2 separate regions of the Sus scrofa genome follow, and region 2 is linked to region 1. A link is a contact called in public Hi-C data. All regions are on one chromosome and are shown on one strand. Each heading gives the region's core, a stretch centred on a gene start, on an enhancer-like site or on the middle of the called end of the contact. The rest is flanking DNA. Distances are from core to core; before and after follow the strand shown. Region 1 overlaps LOC100621494 (alpha-1-antiproteinase-like). Region 2 holds the start of SERPINA1 (serpin family A member 1).

Evidence for each region. A called contact is a pair of places that touch in the nucleus more often than the background predicts.
Region 2: a contact with region 1 is called in a Hi-C map of liver, with 4 times the contacts expected there. The contact joins the promoter of SERPINA1 here to the enhancer-like site in region 1. A contact is called at or near these places in 30 of 47 Hi-C or Micro-C datasets (alveolar macrophages, blood, differentiating spermatogonia and 16 more).

Annotation. Positions count from the first base shown.
Region 1 is chr7:115,576,903-115,583,006 of Sscrofa11.1, reverse strand. LOC100621494 (alpha-1-antiproteinase-like) reads left to right here. Exons shown (of 5, transcript XM_021099664.1): 5 at 1-309. Among named protein-coding and RNA genes, the nearest start is that of SERPINA6, 25 kb to the right of the region's middle. Within about 2 kb of position 3,641, at least 4 of the 83 cell types and tissues checked have an H3K27ac peak or open chromatin away from gene starts, as enhancers often do. A contact at or near this core is called in fetal liver and liver, where this site is marked.
Region 2 is chr7:115,612,985-115,619,088 of Sscrofa11.1, reverse strand. SERPINA1 (serpin family A member 1) reads left to right here and starts at 2,174. Exons shown (of 6, transcript NM_001348942.1): 1 at 2,174-2,242.

The DNA.
Region 1 (6,104 bases), core at 2,392-4,891:
AAAAAGAAAATGCCATAAATAGGAGCTCCTGCTATAGCGGAACGGAATTGGCAGCCCCTTGGGAGCACTGGGACACGGGTTCAATCCCCAGTCTAGCGCAGTGGGCTAGGATCTGGCATTGCCACTGCTGCGGCTTAGGTCTCCACGTCGGTCCGGGAGCTCTATATGCCATGGATGGCCAAAACAGAAGGAAAAAAAATGCCATAAACAAAACTGAAGAACGAACTGAGAAATTTTATAACAGATATGACAGAATCATTTTAATTTTACATAACTTTTTAAATTTTTTATTAAAGTATAGTTGATGTATGATGTGTTCATCTCTGCTGCACAGCAAAGTGGCTCAGTTAGACGTGCATGTATCCTCTTTCATATTCTCTTCCCTTACGGCTCATCACAGGATGTGGAATATAGTTGCCTGTGCCAAAGGTAGGATCTTGTTGTTTATCCATCCTGTATATACTAGTTCACCTCTGCTAATTCCAATCTCCCAATCCTTGCCTAGCCCACCCTCACCCCAGCGTGGCAACCCCAAGTCTATTCTCTATATCTGTGAGTTAAAGAACTCTTAAATCTATAAGGAGACAGCAAAAGAGGTCCTGTCATGGCTCAGCAGTTAACGAACCTGCCTGGCATCCATAAGGACGTGGGTTTGATCCCTGGCCTCGCTCAGTGGGTTAAGGATCCGGTGTTGCTGTGAGCTGTGGTGTAGGTCACAGACGCAGCTCGGATCCTGCATTGCTGTGGCTCTGGCGCAGGCCGGCAGCTCCAGCTCCAATTAGACCCCTTGCCTGGGAACCTCCACATGCCGCAGGTGTGGCCCTAAAAAGACAAAAAAAAAATAAATAAATATATATATATATATATATACATATATATATATATATATATAGAGAGAGAGAGAGAGAGAGAGTAATAAATAATAAATAATCCAGTAGGATAATGGGCAAAGGATTTAAGCTGGCAGAAAACAAAAAATAAATAAATAAATACAAATGGCCAATGGAAATACGAAAGAATTTTCAACCCATTCATTATTGTAAAAACACAAATCAGAGTGCTGCTTTTCACCTATTAGACTGGCATAAACATACGAGGTTGACTCATTGCTACTCATCGCTGGTTTACATGCGAGGAAATCAACATTCTTGCACAATAGATGGGGGAGCTTAAGTGTGTGCAACCTCTTTGGAAGATAATTTGGTAACATCTATTAACGTTTCAAAAAAAAAAAAAAGAACAAATTCTGACTCAGGAAGTCCACTCCTGGGAATTTATCCCATGGAAATATTTACAAAGAGGAAATGTTTAAAAATACTATTTGGAGGTTCCCACTATGCTGCAACTGGATGGGTGGCCTCTCACGAGCTCTGGGACACAGGTTCCATCCCTGGCCCAGTAAAGTAGGTTAAGGGGATCCAGCATTACCGCAGCTGTGGCTTAGGTTGCAATTGTGGCTCAGGTCTGATCCCTGATCCTTAAAAAGAAAATTGTTTTCTTTTTAATTACAGCATTGTCTGAAGAGCAAAAATTCCTAAGTGTCTATAAAAATAGAGATTAGTTCTATAAAATGAGGTACATCCCAACAATGGAGTCTCATGCAGCCTTTTTAAAGTATACAGTAGTTTGACACAGGTTGATAGGGAAAGATCTCTAAAAGCAAAAAATATAGCAAAAAAAAAAAAAAATACAGTGTACCTAGTATAGTTTCTTCTGTGAACATACACATTCATTTATCTCACAATTGTTTACTGAGCACCTACCATGTGCCAGGCACTGGCTGTGCAGCTATGAACAAAACAGACAAAGACCCTGCCCACGGGAGCTAAGTGGAGGATGCAGGCAGTAATCTGGGTAAGTCAACACCATGTATAGAATAGGAGAAGGTGATGGGTTCCACAGAAAGAAATCATGTGGGGACAGGGGCTAGGGAATGCTAGGGGCTGAGATACACCCAGCAGAACATCAGGGAAGGCCTCACTGAGAAGGTGACCTCTGAAACCCAAGGCAGATTCGAGAGTAAGGAAGCCATGCAGGTGTCTAAGAGACAGCAACCAGGCAGAGGGAATAGGAGGTGCAAAGGCCCTGGGGCAGGGATGTGTCTGGTGGGTTCAAGGGAAGCATCAAGGAGGCAGTGTGCCTTGAGCACTGAGAGCAGGAGAGAAGAAGAAGCGGCCAGAGAAGTGACTAGAACACCTGGCCTGGGCAGGGGCGTGCGGGGGCGGGGGAGGGGGACTTGTACATGGTACACGGGTGGACTGGCTCTTTTCCTGAGTGACTTGGAGCCCTAAAAGGTATTCAGCAGAGGCTTAAAGTAAATTATATTTTGGCAGAATCACATAAAAATTGGGTGGCAGATCTTACACCGCTTTGTTTTCTTCTTTAGAGTTTTTTGTATTTATTTATTTTTTTTTTTTTTTATTTTTTTGTCTTTTTGTCTTTTTGCTATTTCTTTGGGCCGCTCCCGTGGCATATGGAGGTCCCCAGGCTAGGGGTCCAATCGGAGCTGTAGCCACCGGCCTACGCCAGAGCCACAGCAACGCGGGATCCAAGCCGAGTCTGCAACCTACACCACAGCTCACGGCAACGCCGGATCGTTAACCCACTGAGCAAGGGCAGGGACCGAACCCGCAACCTCATGGTTCCTAGTCGGATTCGTTAACCACTGCGCCACAATGGGAACTCCGAGTTTTCTGTATTTAAAACGTACTAAATATTAATTTAAAAATCAAATGGAAAGGGGTGGTGGCAGGCAGATGCTCAGGAAGGCAATTCTATCCTAGACGGAGCAGCAGGCATTGGGGCTGAAAAAGGACATTCCCCCCACAAACATTTCCTAGAGTCTTAGTTTGTATTACAGGGGAAAGTTTCCTTAGTGAAATGGGTTTTGGAAATCTCTGGATAAAGGTTTTTTGTTTGTTTGTTTGTTTGTCTTTTTAGGGCTGCACCTGCGGCATATGGAAATTCCCAGGTGAGGGGTCAAATGGGAGCTACAGCTGCCAGCCTGTGCCACAGCCACAGCCACGCCAGATATGGGGTGCATCTGCGACCTATACCAAGTTCACGGCAACGCCAGATCCTTAACCCACTGAGCGAGACCAGGAATTGAATTCACATCCTCGTGGATAGCAGCTGGGTTCCCACTGAGCCACAGCAGGAGCTCCTCTGGATAAGTCTTTCCTTTCTAATGTTACCATCCAAGTAGGAGAGAGGCTACAGTGTTGCCCAGACTTAACTGACCAAGGAGCATCCCCCCCTCCGCTTTTTTTTTTTCACAAATCACGGAATACACTTTGCAAAATGCTGCTGTGGGTAAAGAGGCTCCTGAGTCAGGGCAGTGGCAAAAGCATGTTTGCATTTAGTTAACTCAGCCGGGTAGTGGCGGGGGAATTGGTTGGCAGAGCAAGATGAGGTGTTAGGAGAGCCGTTGCCCCTTCTGGACTAAAATGTTCTCGCACCCAGAGATGGCAGTTCCAACACCAGACCACCCAGGCCACCGCCGCTGCAGCAGGGTGGCAATAGCATTGCATACTGCTGCCCGGAAACCAGCCCACCAACCTCCTCCCTGGGCAGTAGCTGAGGGACAGCTGAGGTGCCACAGGCACAGAGGACAAACAGGACTGTCAGCTGGGGAGGAGGTGGCCAGGCGCAGATTACACAAGCCCACATCACCTTGGGCCTGTTAATATTAACTCACTCTCCAGCCTGGGAGAGCATCAGAAATCCCCAAAGTCACTGCCCTGGTAAACGTTTTGCTCAAGTTGTTGGCTAGATCTTCAGCGATAGTCACTTGGCTTTAGACCGTGATCTTGCCAAGTCTCCCCACCCCAGTGTGTAAGTTTAGACCCCTGTGGCTACCTGTGGGGGAACATTCCTACCATAGGACAGGGCAGAACTGGATGGAGGACCAAATGTGAGGAGAAACCCAGGAGGAGCCTCCTGAATCGTCAACCAAAGGCTTTCAGAATAAGTGTCATCTTAAACCATGTCAATATTTGTGCCATCAGAGCTGCTTCTAAGAAGAATGTGTTTTTTCCTGGTAGGCACGCCCTCTCTCTGGAGTCTAGATACATTTTGGATGCCTAGTCATTGCTCACATAAACTAAGCTTATGAACCCAACTAATCATTCTTTCATTCAATTATCTTGCACTGAGTGCCAACCACATGCCAGTCCTCAGTTACACCTTGTGCTAGGTTCCATATAAGCTTGGTGAATTATTTTGAATTACAAACTTACTTGTTAAAATGAAACGAGGGCTTTGTAGAACTCTACTGCCCTCTGGATTATCTTTGGGGTCAATAAGGACAGTGGTACAGGTTGTGCACTGCACCTGGCAGAGATAGTGTTGAGCCTGAAATTCATCACAGCTACACTCGCCAAGTGGTGCACCCTGGCATGTGGTGACATCCATCTGATTAAAAGGTGCTCTTATGGCAGATAATAGGTGATAAAATGAGCATTGTAAAATGCTAATGGAAGAATCTAGGTGGTAGATTTTAAGTGTCCACTATAAAATCCTTTCCACTCTGCTCTGGTTTTTGTTATTTTTTGTTGATTTTTTTTTTTTTTTTTTTGGCTGCTCCCATGGCATACAGAAGTTCCCTGGGCCAAGGATGGAACCCAAGCCACAACAGTGACAAGGAGCATGGCAGTGACAATACTGCATCCTTAACCACTAAGACACCAGGGAACTCCTACTCTATGTTTTTAAACTGTCATAATAAAGTATTGGGATGGGGGTGGAATACCACTGCTCATCAGTCAGGTATGGGCCAAAGAGATGCTGTTATAGGTGGAACTGTGTCCCTTGCAAAATGTATATATTGACATCTAACCCTCAGTAAGTACCTCAGGATGTGACCTCCTTTGGCGATAGGGTCTTTATGGAGGTAATCAACTTAAAATGAGGTCACTGGGCTGGGCCCTAATCCAACATGACAGGTGTCCTTATAGGAAGGGGAAATGTGGACACAGAGACATGAGCAGAGAGAGAACCATATGAAGAAAGAGTGAGAACACCATGCGAGCATGAAGATGGTTAATCTACCCACCAAAGAGAAAGGCCTGGAACAGACCTTCCTCACAGCTCTCGGAGAGAGTCAACCTTGAAAACAGCTTGATTTCAGACTCCCAGCCCCCCGAAACATGAGACGATACATTTCAGTTGTTTAAGGCACCAGTGCGTGGCACTCAGTTATGGCAGCCCTAGCAACCTACTACAGCCACCTTTTCCTAGTCTGCATGGTAGGAGGCACCCTGAGGACTGGCAGTAGCCTGATCACCTCCTTGACTCCAGAGTGGACACAGATATAAAGAGGACTTTGGGTGGTGTTTTACTAGAGAGACTTACTACTGAAGGGTTTGAGGAGCTGGGAACTGACCATGGGCTAATGTTTGCCTTAGGAATAAAAGAGTCAAAAGGAAGAGAAGTCATTGGACATTAGCTGTAAAGGCCAGCTGATGTCCAATAATAGCCAATAATGCAATTATTATTATTATTATTATTATAATACAAATATAATATAAATATAATAATATTTATAATAAATAATAATGTACAGTAATAGCCAGCAAAGATCAGCTAATGTCCAATAATAAGCCAAGAGCTTTTGCCACCATTGGCTTTTGACACCCAGTGCTATTCCACAAATAAAGACACAAGATTGCTTAAAAACCCACAGGAACCCAAAAAATCAGGTATGGCGAAAGAGTGGTTGAATTCTGGGTTCTATTCTTGGCACTAACCATTCACAAGCTATATCATCTTGGGTGAGACACTTGAACTCAACTTTCTCATTCACAAAAGACACAGGTTGTTTGGGGGTGGGTAAGTAAGGTGTGACACATAAAGCTCTAAGCACATAGTAGGTGCTCAAGAAATGGGTGGGGGTCAAAAATCCAGAGACAAGATGAGATAAGACTCATGAGGACTAATAAACAGGTTCAAAGTCTTGTTTGTTCAAAAAACAAATGGCTGCAGGTGAAGGCCAGCAGGACTGTAATGTCAAAATCAATACTCAGCTGATATCAGGTGTTTATCAGACACTACGAAAATTGGCTCCGATTTCTTGTTAGTCCTGAGAAAAATGTACAGTGGAGTAG
Region 2 (6,104 bases), core at 925-3,424, 38 kb before region 1:
CCTTCTATTAGTTGTATTGTCACTTACAGTGCATAGCGTTGCCTTCTTTTTCTCTGGTTGAAGAGTGAAACAAGAAGCTGTGAAGGAGTCAAATTGTTCCAGAAAAAGCAAGAACGGAACCACACACAGGAAGCTGCCACAGGTTTGGGTGCAGGAGGAAAGAGGGTCCACCAGGGTGTTGCAATTCGGTAGATTCGCAAGAGGCCAAGAGGAGGCAAACCATTGATGCAAATGCAGTCCCTCTCCTGGAAGAGAAATCCTCGACTGTGTGACTAACCCTACTAATGTCAATGAGTTCTGAGAAGACAGACAAGGTATCACTTAACACCAACAGAGCCGGCCTGGCACCCCTACATTTAAACCTCACGACTACCATATGAGAAAGGGACTCAGCCTGCCCATTTTACAGAGGAGGAAACTGAGGCTCGAGAGCTGAAAGAGGTCCTCCCTTGAATTTAAGTCCCCCTACTCCTGGCTCCAACCACCCCTTACCCAACTCAACCCTCTGTACCTCGCAGGTGCTCAGAAAAATGCTCATTGCCCCTGGCCCTGTGCCCCCAGAAGAAGGGATTAGTGGCCTTTGGGGATGAGCAGAGCTGGAAGCCAAAGAGGTGTCCCCAGACAAAGCTCGTTGCTCCCCAAGTCTTTCTCCTGCTCAGCCCCTGGGAGATCAAATGTGTGTGACACTGACTTGGGGCCCAGCTATGCCTGAGGCCACCCTTAGTCTCCCATGTTATCATCTCACGTCCTTCACAACTCTGGTAGAAGTGACCATTCCTATAGCCTCATCTCCCAGATAAGGAAACGGAGGTCCAGGGAGAGGAAGTACCTAAGACCTCACAGAGAAGCTGTGGAGTGGCGCTTGAACCAGAGCTTAGCCCCAGAGTCCATGCCTTAACAGCTGCCCCACGCTGCGCCCTTAATAAGGGAGCCAGTGCCTTGAGTGTGGGGTTCCCATAATGTGAAAGGGGGATCTGAGTGTGGGGGTACGCGTGCTGGGTCTGTGTGTATTCCTGGGCACGCGGCACAGGCTGACTCCCCCACCCTGCAAGGAACTCTGCCGCGGGTACATCATCCCTGAAGTCCATCGCTCCCTGGACCAGTCGGGGCCTCTGGCCCTTGATCGGCTTGGCCCAGATCCCCTCCCCGTCCCCATCTTCCCACGGCAGACAAGACACGCCTACCCCTCAGCACTCAGGCTTCGCTCCACCCCTCTCCCACCTCTAGGCAGGCCTGGGGAATGGAGGCTGCATCTCCCCAGATGCCCCTTATTCACAGCCAGCCCGCAGCATCTTCTGAAGATATATTCACTTCCAGAGAGTCAGTCCAGATGCTACCATCAACAATTCCAGAAGTAACCAAGTGGCCAGGACTTTCTCCCCCTTGGCTTGTGGTCCGTGTCCGGGAGAATGGCCATGGGGTGTCTCTACCCCAGACATCTGTCCTTACTTAGTCTCCCACATCACCCCACCCCTTCTTCCCAGGCTGTGTCCACAGGAGCTCTCTGCAGCACGAAACACGAGAGGAGTCGGGGATGGGGTAAGGACAGGGGATAAGGGAGGGCTGAGTCAGGAGCCCTGCACTCAGAAGGGACAAGCCCCGAACCTGTGCCCCTCACTCTCTCCCCATGCTCTTTCTTCATTCCTCCTCTAAGTTCCCCCACTGTTCATGACACCTTGTGTCCCTTCTGTTCCCCGCAAGACCTACTGTGACATAAGTTCTGTGATATACCTTCCGCCACACACACACAGACCCATCTTAATCTCCGTGAGGCTCCCCTTGGCATTTCAGAAGCAGCTCAGGCCTCCTCCCTCTACGGGTGGCCCTGGAAATGTGCCAAGATGCTGATGCCAGGCCCTGGGCCAGAAGGTAACACCTGTCATCTCCCTTAATCTTCTCTGCCAGATGCAATCAGTCCGCTTACAGAGGCTCAGAGGAACTGGGTGGTTCATCCTGGGTCACACAGTCAGACCCGCAGGAACAGCGGGTGACACACAGGCCTGCCTGGGCTGGGAAGGGCCATCTGGCATCCCGGCTCTTGGCAGCTTTGTGCAAGGTGGCTTCCTGCCCCAGATCCCCGCCCCTCCCGGACCTGCTGCCACACCACCCAGAGCCGCCTTCCTTCCTCCTGTGCAGGCAAAGCCCAGGCACCGTGCTCCAGGGCACGAGGTCCCAGCACGGCAGCCAGGAGCCCCAGAGGAAGAGGTGTTCACCCCTGCACCACAGGAACCGGGCAGTGAAGGTAGACGGGGTTGAGGGGGTGGGTGGCGGCACCTTCCCATCAGCTCCAGATTGATGGGGGCCAAGCTTGGCAGCAGCCTGGGCACTTGCCTTTGCCCGTTCAGGGTGAGCACTGGGAGGGACAGCCGGCTTGGAGGGAGGCCATTGTACAGATGGGGAGACTGAGGCACGGGGAGGGGAAGGAATGCCCAGGAGGAATGGAGGGCAGGTCTCCAAGCTGTGAGCAGATGTAGAGCCCTCCGGAGATGCCCGTTCAGCCAGCTCACCGGAAAAAGTCAGGGTTTGGAAGCTGGACTGTGGTCTGGGGAGTCGGGAGGGAGGAGAGCTGGGAGCCCTCCCCTCCCAGGGTTCCTTTCTGCTCCCGTATGGGGCGTGGGACATACTCCCCTCACCGAGGTACGGAGTGGACTGAGTGAGGGAGGCCTAGAGGAAGCTCCTGGAGTCCCCCACCACAGCTCCGCCAACCCTGATTGATACTGGGGACCCCCACTGGCGCGGGGCGGCAACCTCACAAAGGGCTTAGTGTGCACACCTGACACTGGACTCTGAGCTCCCCTGAAACAGCTGTATTTCATCCTCACAGCAGCCCAGTGAGGTGGGAACTGTCTCCACCCCCATTTTACAGAAGGGGAAACTGAGGCACAGGAAGGCGACCCAGCTTGCCTGAGATCTCACAGCCCATGAATAGGGCACTGGGTTCCCTGGTCCAAACCTGTGTGCTGTAAGGATCTGCCAGCTATTCGGCTGGCAGAGCCCCACAGCTGGGACCAGGGAAACGAGAGGAGGGACAAAGATGCGATTGTTCACTCGCTCCACAATGTCTACGGAGAGCACGCTACATGCCAAGCAGGTCTGGGGTGGCGGGCACAGTGGGATGCTGTCTGCCTTAAAGGGATCAGAGCCAAGGCCCTATGGCCTCAGCCTTGCACCATCCCACCTCTCCCACCAGTGGCCCCCAGGGCCTGCAGCAGCTCGCAGACAGGGCTACCAGCCCCAGACAAATCCAGGTAGCCCATGGATCGTGTTAATCTGCTGGGAGCCGTGTCCAGTGGAAACAGAAACAGGCCTGAGGCTGCCCTCCTCCCACTCAGACAAGCCTGGACGGCAGGGTTGATTAGAAGGCTGTGCGGACAGAAACAAAGAGCCTAATGTGTGCCAGCTTTATGCAATTTTGTGTATCCTTGACAACCGTGCTGAGAAGGGGGACTGCTAAAGCCCTCCCACGCAGATGAAAATACTCCTGGTTCAGAGAGAGGGAGCAGCTCTCCTGAGGCCGCCCAGCTCTTCTTCATAGATTCACTCTCTGCCCCCTGGCCTGTGCCCATGACCACCTACAGCTGTGTTGGCATCAGTCAGGCCCTGTTTTTTTCCAGGGAAGGTGAGAGTGTTTTTGCTGTCTTTTTGTCTTTTTAGGGCTGCATCTGTGCCACATAGAAGTTCCCAGGCTAGGGGTCGAAACAGAGCTGTAGCCGTCGGCCTGTACCACAGCTCACAGAAACTCTAGATCCTTAACCCACTGAGCAAGGCCAGGGATTGAACTTGCATCCTCATGGAGCTGCAATGGGAATGCCCTTTTTTTTGTAATTATGTTTGATTTACAATGCCAAATCAATTTCTGCTGTGTAGCAAAGTGACCCAGTTGTACATATATATATATATATATATATATATATGTACATTCTTTTCTCATAATATTTTCCATCATGTCAAGAGCAGTTTTGTTTTGTTTTGTTTCACTTTGTTTTGTTTGAGGCTGGCTTGATGACTTTGGATGAGCAGCCTTTCCACCCTAAAGCCTCAATTGTCCCATCTGCCAATTGGACTCCTCATCTACTCTGCCCCCTACACCTGCAGTGGGCATTTCAAGGCAGCTCTCGCCACCAGTGGGAGTGAAGGCTGGCAAAGTCATGCCATCCCAGAGAGAGCCTGAGTCACACACTCGTCACCCACCTCGGATGAAGGATGCTGCTGCGGTTTGTGAGCTGGGCACAAAGACTCCCTTTGGTATGGGAGCAGAGGGCTGCGTGCCGCCCAGAAGGAGCACATCCGTGCAGCGTGGGCAGGCGGCAGTGTCCAGCCAGTGGACTTAGTCCCTGTTTGCTCCTCCGATAACTGGGGCGACCTTGGTTAATATTCACCAGCAGCCTCCCCCGTCAACCCTCTGGGTCCACGGCTTAAATACAGGTGAGGACAGGGCTCTGTCTCCTCAGCCTTGGTCACAAGCCCCGGCCTGGGACAGTGAATCGTAAGTACGCCTTCCACTGGCGAGCACCTCTCCAGAGGCCTCTGGGGCTCTGTGCTGCCGGGACAGGCCCCGGGATGCAGGGAGGATGGAGCGGGTTGGGGCATGATACCTGCAAAGGCGATGAAGGCCAAGGCAAGCAGACTCCCCTAGAGGCACACGAAGATGCCAAGGGAAGCCCACAGTTCTGTTCTGGGCATTTGTGTAGAGGATGGTGGCCCGATGAGCTGCTGAAACTCTGGGCTTGTGGTCCAGTCTAGCTTCCCCACCAGGTCCCTACGTGAGCCTGGGCACCTCAGTGTCCGTCTCAGAGCCTTGTCTTTCTCATCTGTAGACGTGGAAAAAGGTACATACCTGAGCAGGAGGGGAGGTGCTGGGACTTACAGAACAAAAGGGCAGGAAAGACGCAGGAGCTGTGCCGGCAGGAACATGCTCCCTCCTGGGGCCCAGATGCCAGAGCCAGCCCCCCACTTGCACCTGCTTATAAAGGGCCAGTTTAGTTCCTGGCAGGTATTGAGGGAAGACCTGGGAAGGATTGGGGAGCAGGAAAGGACCCTAGGGCTGCTGTTACTATGACAGCAGGAGACCCAGGAGCGCTCGGAAACAGCCACAGTAGCAATAACTGATGCCTCCCGCGAACTGAGTGTGCTCCAGGCATTTCTCGGCACTTTGCACCTATTTCGCTTGCATAATAGCTTTATGTAGTACACTCTCATCATCTCTGGGAAACGGATTCAGAGAGGTGAAGTAACTTGTCCAAGGTCACCCAGCAGATAGTGAATCGAACTTGGGCATTCTGACTTCACACAGCCTCTGAGCATAGCCACAAAATGATGCTGCCGCTCTTCATTCAGCCAGGTCCCCGCTAATGTTTTCTGTTCCCAGGCCTCTGCCTTCAGCTTTTATATAGAGAGAAGAGTTAAATGCCAAGTTCTGGGCTTGAAATGCCGAGGATTCCGTTCAGATCTGTAAGCAACCAGAGCTGTGGTTTGCAGTAAGTTAACCTCCTTAGGCTGCAATTTTTCCATCTATAAAACGGCGCTCATAATAATGCCCACCTTGCAGGGTAAGTTTGAGAGAAGATTAGATGAGGCAGTGCATGGAAAGCACCTGCTCTTTCCTAAGAGTGATGATGATGCTCTGAGGGGTGCTGATGCTGAGGTCTGCTAGGAATAGGGCTTGGCCGCTAATAGGCAATCCACAGAGACTTGGAGAATTGAACTGAACATTCCCCAAACTCAGGGGCAGCTCTTTGCTGAGCAGGGTTCCCCCCTCTTGTCCTGGGCAGTGTGGCAACTGCCCAGGAAGAAATCTCAGGTGTGAACCCTACCTGAGCACAGGTGCAGGGAGGACTACCACCCCTGGTAGGTGCCTGCCCGTCCAGGTGCCCTTGTCCATTCCTCACATTGACCTTGTAAGACAGTCTTTGCTCTACTTTATAGGAAGCCAAGGCTCAAAGGAATGAAGCCACCTGCCCTTAAGGGGTAAAGCTGGGTCACACCTCGGCTTAATTAGTGCCATGTCTCAGCAGGTTATGACTTTATGCCACAGTCTCTTTTTTGGCTCTGCCCTCAGTCACTCTTGGGGCTCATTTTATGTCCTGGGGGAAATGGCATGAGAT